Linked DNA regions of Oryctolagus cuniculus: region 1 is linked to region 2. A link is a contact called in public Hi-C data. All regions are on one chromosome and are shown on one strand. Each heading gives the region's core, a stretch centred on a gene start, on an enhancer-like site or on the middle of the called end of the contact. The rest is flanking DNA. Distances are from core to core; before and after follow the strand shown. Region 1 holds the start of TM6SF1 (transmembrane 6 superfamily member 1). Region 2 overlaps LOC138844749 (a long non-coding RNA gene).

What was found. A called contact is a pair of places that touch in the nucleus more often than the background predicts.
Region 1: a Hi-C map of skin fibroblasts shows a contact between it and region 2, with 3 times the contacts expected there. The contact joins the promoter of TM6SF1 here to the enhancer-like site in region 2. A contact is called at or near these places in 2 of 6 Hi-C or Micro-C datasets (skin fibroblasts and an unstated tissue).

Annotation. Positions count from the first base shown.
Region 1 is chr12:101,970,939-101,976,345 of mOryCun1.1, reverse strand. It overlaps TM6SF1 (transmembrane 6 superfamily member 1), which reads right to left and starts at 1,817. Exons shown (of 10, transcript XM_051834261.2): 1 at 1,729-1,817.
Region 2 is chr12:101,931,419-101,936,415 of mOryCun1.1, reverse strand. It overlaps LOC138844749 (a long non-coding RNA gene), which reads right to left. Exons shown (of 3, transcript XR_011381064.1): 3 at 3,648-4,602. Among named protein-coding and RNA genes, the nearest start is that of BTBD1, 9.2 kb to the right of the region's middle. Within about 2 kb of position 1,870, at least 5 of the 8 cell types and tissues checked have an H3K27ac peak or open chromatin away from gene starts, as enhancers often do.

The sequences.
Region 1 (5,407 bases), core at 568-3,067, 40 kb before region 2:
CTGCTGCCTCCCGGGGTCTGCCTTAGCAGGAAGCTGCAGTCGGGGGCAGCTAGGAATTAAACCCAGGTGTTCCAATGTGGGACACAGCTCTTCACCACTCAGCCGAACACCAGTGCTCCCCCCCCCCCCCGGCCTTTTCTGGCTTGGTCACGGCTATGTCCCCACACTTGGAACAGCCCAGGATACAGGAGGCACCCAGTAAATAGTCACTGAACTGCCCATAATGCCACTTGAGGGGCACAGGGTCCCCTTGGGCAGTCCAATGGCAGACACTTAACAGGAGAGGCATGGAGAGGCAGCAGGAGGAGGGCAGGCACCGCCCGCGCACAGGGAACCCCCGGTACAGGTGCTTCCGGGGACAAGGTGGCCCCAGCGCCACACAGGCGTCCCTGCTCTGCTGTAGACACTCAGCGGCTGTCAGCTGCAGCCTGCAGACTGATGCAATTTCCTTAGCACCAACCGCCAGCCTCCCCCCACCACGGCAGGCCCTGAAGCTGTCCCCTTTCCCTCTGCGCCCCTGGGGCTTTGGGCTGCCCCTGCAGAGCTGAGACCCCAGGCGGGGCTTCGGACCCAGGCTCAGGGCCCCTCCTTCGGCCCCACCCACCTCCCTGTCCCCACTTCTCCTTTCGCGGCTGCGCCTACACACACAAGCCTCCCTGCATCCTGACCACAGGATGCAAACAGAGCCCACTTGGCAGACGAGAAAAGCGAGGCCAGGCCCCAGCGATAGTGCCCAAACCAGGCCTGGAACCCACGGCCCTGCCTGCTGGCTCGGGGCGACTCCTGCGCGTCAGCCACAGTAGTTTCTAAAATTAATAAGAAATGGTGAGTATGTGGAAGTCCATACATGGAAACTTCCCGGTGAAATGGGGAGGGGAGGAGGCGGCCGGCTGGCAGCGGGGCCAGGCTCCTCGCCTCCGCGTTGGTCCGCTCCCCACCGGCGCCCCACCGCGCTGCCCAAGGACAGGGGCATCGCCCCGTTGACCTCCGTGACCCGGCCACGCGCGCGGGGCAGGCAAGAGGCAGGCACCCGGCAGTCGCCCCCTCCCGCCCCCGGCAGGCGGCGTAGACCCCGGCCCGCGCGCCCCCAGGCGGCCCCGGTTCCCTGCGTCCCGGTGCGGGCGGACTCGGGGCCCCATCGCAAAGTTGCCCGAGCTCCCGCCGCGCCCCGCCGGCCCCGGGCGCGACCCCCGCGGCGCCCGCCACTCACTCGCGCTGGGCCGCCAGGTGGTTGAAGACGTAGGTGACCGGGATGGCCGAGAGGGACAGCACGAAGACCCCGGTGGCCGCCGAAGCACTCATCGCCGCCGCCGCCGCGCCGCTCGCTCCTCACCGCATCCCGCCCGCGCCCCGCCCGCTTCCGGCGGCGCCCGCGCCCCGCGGCGTCGGCCCTCGGAGCCCCGGCCGCGCCCCGCCCCGCGCGCCCCGCGCCGCGTCCCCGGCCGCCCGGAGCAGCGCCGCGGTGCAGTCCCGGGAGGCGCCCTCGCCTCGCCGCTGGCCCCTTGGCGCCGGCCCCGCCCCGGCACAGGTGCCCCCGGCGCGCGCCCGCGGCGGGACGGCGGCCCCAGGCGCACCGCGGAGCTGACGGTCACGCGGCGGCCGGACCCGGGGCTGTCGGAGCGGGAGGGGCCTGGGACCGGGTCCCCAGCGGGACCAACGCTCGGGCGACCTTGGGAGGAGCGGGCGAAGAATCGGAATCCTGGTTTTAAACCCTGGGTGCCCACTCACCGGCAGTGACTCTTGGACAAATGACTTAACCTCTGTGCGTGTCTTCCCTGTGGTCACCCCCTCCACGCAAGCGCGAGGGAACGCAGGGCCCCGAATCCTTGCGCCTGGGGCTGCCTAGGATATCGAAATCCAGTGAATCTACCGCAGGCTAATCTGTAAATTGAGGATTTTGTACGGCCCGGGATAATGTTCTCATTATCCAAATGGCCCTTGGGAGCAAACAGGCTGGCCACCCCTGCGCAGGACACTGGAGTCGGACCCTGCCCCGCTCTTCCCGTCTCTGGGTTGGGGGGGGGGGTGGCAATGAAGCTGCCCCCCAGGGCAGTGCGCGATTGCGGGGCGGGGGTAGGTAGGGCTCTGCTGGTTTCTATTCCAGGAAGCTGCTGGAGGCCAGGCTGCCACCAAAGGAGCCCGGTGGACCCGAGGGGGAACAAAGGCTGGGAGGCCAGGGCGGGCCTCGCAGCGCGGTCACGGTCACAGCTCCTGCTGGGGGGGGGCGGGGGGGGGGGCTGTGGCTGCCGGGTGCAGCCAGGGTCCGGACCTGCCCGGGGCCGCGGGAGGGTGGGGAAGGGAGTTTCAGACGCGCCTAAGAGAGGGGCACGGGTCTGTACTTGGGGCAGGGGGACTTACTGCTGGGCTTGTGTTGGCCATGAGGGGAAATGAGCCACAAAGCAGACAGCCCCAGGGCCACCGGGCTCAGCAGGTGGGTCTCCCTACGTCTGAGCTCCAGACGCCAAAGCTTCATCCAGAGGTGGCCGCACCTGTGACCTGCCCATCACGCTCTTCCACGACCACTGCTGAGGGTCACCGGTCTCCTTAACCCCTCCCTGCAGGCGATGAGGAAGACATCTCTGAGCCCCTGTGCCTCCCTCTTGCTAATCTGAAGCCAGCCCCCCCCCATCAGTCCTCCTTGTTTCAGTTTTTCCCTCTGCTTTGTGCCTGGAACCCCCAGAACCCTCTGCATCCTATCCCTGCCACAGACACCTGCTCAGGCATCCCCAGGGCCTGAGCTTTCTCCCCACGTGCCACCTTCTCCTTCTTGTCTCGTCCACGCGTAGTTCTTCTGACCATGTGGACGCTGGCAGATCCCACGTCATCCTTCCCAGCTCTCGGCTCCTCCCTCGGCATCACTGCCTGGGCCTCCTTGTGCTCAACACGGGGTCCCCCACCTGCCTTAACTCATCCGGCAGCACCACCATACACCTGCCGCCCAAGCCAGCGACAGGGGAGTCCCCCTCAGTCCCCACCTCCCCAGATTCTTGTCCTTACAACAGTTACTTTCCAAATGTCACTCAAGTCTATTTGCTCCTCCCATTCTGCACCACCTCTTGGTTCTGGTCCACACGACCTCCCAGTAGACATGTCCCAGCCTCCACCCTGGGCTCCCTGCCCCAACCTCACTGCACCTGACCAACCTCCTGCACCTCCCCATCCTCTTCACCAAGCACCATTCCTTTCTCTCTCTCCCTCTGTTTTTTAATTTATTTTTATTTGTATAAAAGGCAGAGTTAGAGAGGAGAGACAGAGAGATCTTCCATCTGCTGGTTCACTCCCCAAATGGCTGCAATGGCCAGGGCTGGGCCAGACTGAAGCCAGGAGCCAGCAGTTTCATCTGGGTCTCCCACGTGGGTGCAGGGGCCCAAGCATTTGGGCCATCTTCCGATACTTTCCCAGGCATATTAGCAGGGAGCAGGATTGGAAGTGGTGCAGCCGGGACTTGAACTGGCACCCATATGGGATGCCAGCACCACAGGTGGTGGCTTTACCTGTCATGCCACAGCGCTGGCCCCTGTTTCTTTCTTTTTTGTTTCCAACTTAATTTTTTAGATAACATTTTTAATTTACATTGTATTTAAAGTCTTAATATCTGACTAAATAAAGTGTTCAACAAACAAAAGTAAAAAGACTAGTTCTGGAGGAAAACAGGCAAGGGCTACAAATAACAACCAGACGAAGACGTTCAGCTCCACTCATACAGAGCACATTTTAAAATGGTCACAAAATCATGAAAACTACAGCAGTATATAATTCCTATCAATTTTTACACAAATATTTAAAAGCAAGCTTGACAGTACACCGTATCTGCAGCAAAATTGATATACAAAGTCATTTCTTTCTTTATTGTGATTTTTTAAGATGTATGTACTTATTTGAAAGAGAGGGTGAGGCAGAGTTAGAGAGAAAGAGAGAGAGAGAGAGAGAGAGAGAGAGAGAGAGAGAGAGAGAGATCTTCCATGTGCTGGTTCACTCCCCAAATGGCTGCAATGGCTGGGGCTGGGCCAGGCTGAAGCCAGAAGCCTCATCCGGGTCTCCCACATGAATGCAGGGGCACAAGGACTTGAGTCATCTTCCTCTGCTCTCCCAGGCACACTAGCAGGGAGCTGGATTGAAAGAGGAGGAGCTGGGACTCGAACCAGTGCCCCTATGGGAATGGCAGTGCAGCAGGGGGCGGCCCCACCTGCTACACCACAATGCTGGTCGTTCAGTTTTATTTTTTTAATTTTAGCTCCCACATCTAAAGGAGAATATGTGGTATTTGTCTTTCTGTGTCTGGCTTATTTCACTCAACACAATATCCTACAGTTCCAACCATTTTGCTGCAAATGATAGAATGTCATTCTTTTTCATAGCTGAATAATGTTACATTGTGTATATGTAAAAGTGGGTATATATCTTTATATTTCTTTATCTTTCCCCTTGGTTGATTCCCTGTTTTGGCCATTGCAAACAGTGCTGCTATAAACACGGTGGAAGCACCATTACTTTCCTTGTAGCACTTCTATCTACTGCTACATTTATTTCCTAGTCTGTGCCCCTCCCACCCTAATAGAAGTTCTCTGAGGTAGGAAACTGTGTATGTCTTGTACCGTTCTCCTCATCGACATGCTTTCTATTCCTTTTTCCATTCTAGGTTTTCTGCCTATCTCAATGCAGACTTTCCCATTGCAAGTGTTCGACGGCCACCGTGGCTGGCAGCTTCTGGATTAGACATCGCCGCTCAACACTTCCTCATCCTGTCCTACTGGCTTCACTCGTGCCCTCTGCTACTGGCCTCGTGGCAGGTTCAGCTGCCCGCTGCAATGCCAGCTTCCCACGTGAGCACCAGGAAATCCCTGCTATTCTGCTTCCAATCCAGCTCCCTGCTAATGTGCCTGGGAAAGCAGCAGAGGATGGCCCAAGTGCTTGGGGCCCTGCACCCATGTGGGAGACCCAGATGGAGCTCCAGGCTACCGGCTTCAGCCTGACCCAGCCCTGATTGTTGTGGGCATTTGAGAAGAGAACCAGTGGGTGAAAGCTTGCTCTTTCTCTATAACTCTGCCTTTCACATAAATAAAATAAATTATTTTAGATATTTATGTCAAAGGCAGAGCTGAGAGGGGGGGAGGATTTTCCAACTGCTTGTTCTCTCCCCAAATGGCTACAATGGCCGGGACTGGGCCAGGCAAAGCCAGGAGCCAAGAACTCCATCCAGGTCTCCTACATGGGTGGCAGGGGTCCAAGCCTGTGGGCCATCCTCCACTCTTTTTCCAGGCGCATTAGCAGGGAGCCAGATCAGAAATGGAGTAGCAGGGATTCGAACTGGTGCTCCTATGAGAAGCTGGCGCTACAGCCGGCGGCTTAACCTGCTGCACCACAGTGCAGCCCCAAAGAAAATCTGAAGAAAAAAAAAAAAAGAATA
Region 2 (4,997 bases), core at 621-3,120:
ACTTTACCGCTGCCTTCCCTGGGGTTCAAACTGGGTGGCAGGTGTCCTTGAGGTCTGCCCAAGGTTAGGAGTCTCTGTCGGATCTGGGAGCCGTTTTCTGCGTTGGGCTCCTTGACCATGGCTTCTATTTATACTTACAATACTCATCCTTTCAAAGAGAGAGTAACCCAATAGGGCTGTATTTTTACACACTCCCTGAAATATCAAAATCCTAAGGGCATCGTAATAGCCTCTGACGCTTTTTACATGTCTTCTCTCTCTTGCTTATTGCATTATTTTCCCAACTGGAGCTCTTCCTCCTCCCCTCTTCTGGATTGCCTTTTCTGGGGTTTCACGAAACATCTTTCTTGCCGATGGGTCTTTCTCTGCGAAGTGCTCCCATTTGTTCTAATTATAAACCAGCGCACATGGTGACATATATTACTTTCCTGGGCTGTGTTCCAGAAAGCAGTGACGAGCGCAGAGAGGAGAGCTCCACGAGCAAGCTGGATGTAGGCGAGCGCATGGCACCTTGCCTGTGCTGCTGCTCCGGGAAGAAATCCAGTATCGGTACGGATAAGAGAGCGAACGGCGTTTTATTTCCAGCTGCACAAGGCTTCCTCCTCCTACTAAATCAGAAGCTTCCTCGGGCAATGCTGTGTCCTGCTCATCTTTGCGATCGCACTGCCGGTGCCCTGCAGAGTTAAGCTGAATTCCATTGCATGGAGTCAAATGGAACTTGTCTGGGAGCATTCCAGAGGCAGTCAGGGAGATCCGTTGAACTTATGGCATAGACACGCCTAGTGTCCTGGCCAATGCTCAGCAGGAAGTTAGTGCAAAATTCTTACCATCTTGCGGTACAGGGGGTTAAGCTGCGCTTGAGATGCCCACATTCTGTACCTGAGGGCAGATTCTCCACTTCTGATCCAGCTTCCCGCTGATGAACGCCCTGGGAGGCGGCAGATGACAGCCCAAGTTCTTGGGCCCTTGCCATCCACTTGGGAGACCTGCATGGAGTTCTAGACTCCTGGCTTTGGCTTGACCCAGCCCTGGCTGTTGTGGGCATTTAGGGAGTGAACCAGCAGACGGAAGATCGTTCTCTGTCTCTGTCTCTGCCACTCTGGCTTTCAAGTGGATAAAATATATTTTTAATGTACTCAGATTTCACAATATTTTTACTTTAAAAAAAAAAAAAGAACAACCTCTTTCTCGGGGCCAGCATCATGGCATGGTGGGAAAAGCCACTGCCCGCGACACCGGCATCCCATATGGGCTCCTGTTTGTGTCCCGGCTGCTCCATTTCCTATCCAGCTCCCTGCTAATGGCCTTGGAAAGGCATCACAAGATGGCCCAAATACATGGGCCCCTGCTTCACACGTGGGAGACTCGGATGAAGCTCCTGGCCCCTGGCTTCGGCCTGGCCTAGCCAAAACCATTGCAGCCATCTAGGGGGAGTAAACCAGCAGATGAAATATCACTCTCTGTTTTTTCTCTCTCTGTAACTCTGACTTTCAAACAAACAAATAAATCTTTATATATATATATATATATATATATATATATATATTAGTAACCTGCTCTTTTCACAAGTTGGTACAAGGGGAGAGAGGATTTCAAGTTACAATATGGAAGAACATACAAAAATTCCTATTTTGGAACTTCAGCACAAAATGACACTGGCGATGGATCGTTTCACTGTCTAAGCCCGAGGCACTCTCAGAAGATGGGGAGAGATGCCAGAGAGAAGAAAAAAAAGGAACTGCAGCTCCTAAGTCTCGAGTTTATCAGCCCATTCGTGTTTTTAGCTGGAACATCTCACTCCCTCTGTAACCCCCATTCCTCAGCCAGAGTTTATCTGGGTCTCAAAACAGGAAGTCCAGAACCTCCACACATGGATCTTTGCATGCTGGAATTTGGAAAATGGAGATAAAGCTACAGGCTAAATGGTGAACACATGCAGCCGTTTTTGTTTTTTTTTAAATAAAAGCATACCCCTGTAAAATATATGTAGTTCTCCGCGGTAGGAAACATATTTCAAGTAGCTAGTCACAGACCAACTACACCTCATTATGTAACAATGGAATTTTACCAAAAGACTGAGGCCTTTCTCTTTGGCCGGCAGCAGGCAACAGTAAAAGTGATTGCACCACTTTGTTGATCTGCTGAACTGCTCCCTGGGACATCTTCCCATGTCACGTGTTGTTGGCACGTGAAGATTCCTGCTTTTAAAGCAAGAACTGTGGACATGCCTTTCTGAATCACTCTTCAGATCGGTTATACTTCAATGCATTCTGCTTGTGTCCTTCATCCATCGGGGGGGGACATGGAGAGGGGAGAGGTCGGATGGTTCTGTCTTGTTGATTTGTAAAAGCTCTTTATCTAGCAAGGATATCACTTGTTATAAATCATGCAAACATTCTTCTCAGTCTGCTTATTTTGAATTTTACTATGCTTTATTTTTAGATGGACAGAACTTTAACCATTGTTTTTATTTTATGGATTTAGTTTGGTGTTGTGTTTAGAAAATTTTCCACTTCAAAACCAGGTGCTTTTCACTCATGTTTTATTCTGGTTCTATTCTAGTTTCTTGTTTTTGTTTTTGTTTTTTTTTTTTTCACCATCTTCTTCAATAGATAGCTTTATTCTTTCAGGCTTATATTTCGGTGTAAGGAATGAAATATAATCTACCTCCAATAAATTGAGATAACGTTACACCAGTGCCTCTGCTGAAGAACTCCATATCTTACTGATGAGTATGAGACATTGTCTTCACGACCTGTCTGTCTGTCTGTCATGGGATGTGTTCCCAGACTTCCTGGTCTTCTGTGGATACCGTCTGTCTGTCCCCATATCAGTGGTACGTGATAGGTAACATCTGTGAAGCACTTCCTGGTCCAAATGCTTTCTGCAAGCTACGCCAGTCAGTCCTCACTTCAGCAGACTGACCTGCTCTGGCCTCTCCTACGACCCTGGGAGGTCGCCAGCACTCTATGCACACCACTGTCACACCTTTCTGAGGTTCACAAAATAAGGTGTTTTTAACAGTCGTCGGTTAAGGTGGCTGCTTCTGGCAAATCACCCGTCCCAATTCCCTCGTGTCATCGGTGTGAGTTCTCTGGCAACAGGGAAGAGCTGAGTCAGGGACAGAGTGAGTGAGGTTTACAGGATATCACTATGTGGTTAGCAGGCACGTGTGCTGGATGACACTGTTGGAGGCGCTTCCAGAATATTCCTATCTCTTACTGTGCCGACAGCAGGCATCGAGACACAAAGGTTCGGGGCCAGAACTCTTACAACAGAACTGACAGATTCAGGGAACCAGCTCCAGACGTGCGTCAGCAGTGGGGAAAAACAAGGGTAAAAAGGGATATAGCACCGGAAGCTAGTCTGCGGAACATTCTTCCAGTCCATCAGGATTTAAATTTATAAATAGATGATCTGGTTCTTATTAACAGTCAGAAAAAGATGGCTTCTCTCCATTAGGAATATTCTTTTCTCAAAATCTGTTTTTAACTTGAGAGACAGGGAGAGCTCCCATTCGCTGGTTCATGTCCCAAAAGCCCAGGAGCCAGGTACTCCATCCAGGTCTCCCCAGTGGGGGCCAAGGACTCAGTTACTCCATTGGCAGGAAGCTGGAGCTAGTTACTCCAATATGGGATGTGGACATCTTTTTTTTTAAAGATTTATTTTATTTATTTGAAAGACAGAGTTACAGAGAGAGGTAGAGACAGAGAGAGAGGTCTTCCATCTGCTGGTTCACTCCCGAAATGGCCACAACAGCTGGAGATGGACCAAACCAAAGCCAGGAGCCAGGAGCTTCCTCTGGGTCTCTCACACAGGTGCAGGGGCCCAAGGACTTGGGCCATCTTTTACTGCTTTCCCAGGCCATAGCAGAGAGCTGGATTGGAAGAGGAGCAGCCAGGACTAGAACCAGCGCCTATATGGGATGCTAGCACTTCAGGCCAGGGTTTTAACCTGCTGCACCACAGTGCCAGCCCATGAAACATAAGCATTTTTTTTTTTTTGACAGGTTGAGTTAGACAGTAAGAGAGAGAGACAGAGAGAAAGGTCTCCCTTTGCCGTTGGTTTACACCCAAAATGGCCACTATGGCCGGCGCTGCACTGATCTGAAGCCAGGAGCCAGGTGCTTCTTCCTGGTCTCTCACGCGGGCACAGGGGCCCAAGCATTGGGCCATCCTCCACTGCCCTCCCGGGCCACAGCAGAGAGCTGGACTGGAAGAGCAGCAACCGGGACTAGAACCTGACACCTATGGAATGCCGGCACCACAGGCAGAGGATTAGCCAAGTGAGCCACGGTGCGGGCCCCGAGACATGGGCATCTTAACCGCTATGTCAAATGTCCACCCCAGGAATAGTCTCAATAATTCATTGATTACAATGCCAGATAATCATACCCTTTTGTGATACACAAAACTGAATTGTTCAAAATGCCTGCATTCACAGGGCACAAACTCTAGCAGGACTGTAAATGTTTGTTACAGCTCACACACAGAAGAAACATCAGGAGGGCTTCCCAGACTTCTGAGCAATTCTGAAAATGTGCAACAATGCTGAAGCTGAAGAAACTTCTATAAACAACCGACGACAAACTTTTTGGCTGTGCTGAAAGAAAAACATGAAATACTTTTCTGTTTTCTCTCTAGAAAACAATATTGCAAAATCATTTTCATATAAAAAAAAAAACAGGAAAGAATATGAAGCCAGGGGCCAACACTGTGGCACAGAGGGGGAAGTTTCTGTTTATGACGCTGGCATCCTATAGCAAGGCAGTAGTTCAAGTCTCAGCTACTCTGCTTTCAATCCAGCTCCAGGCTAACGCGCCTGGGAAGGCAGCAGAACGCCCAAGTGCTTTGTCTCCTGCCATCTATGCAGAATCCTGAGCTCCTGGTTTCAGCCTGGCCCAGCCCTGGCTTTTGCAAGCATTTGGGGAGTGAACCAGCAGATGGAAGATTCTCTCTGTCTCTCCCTGTCTCTCTCCATCTCTCTCTGTTACTCTG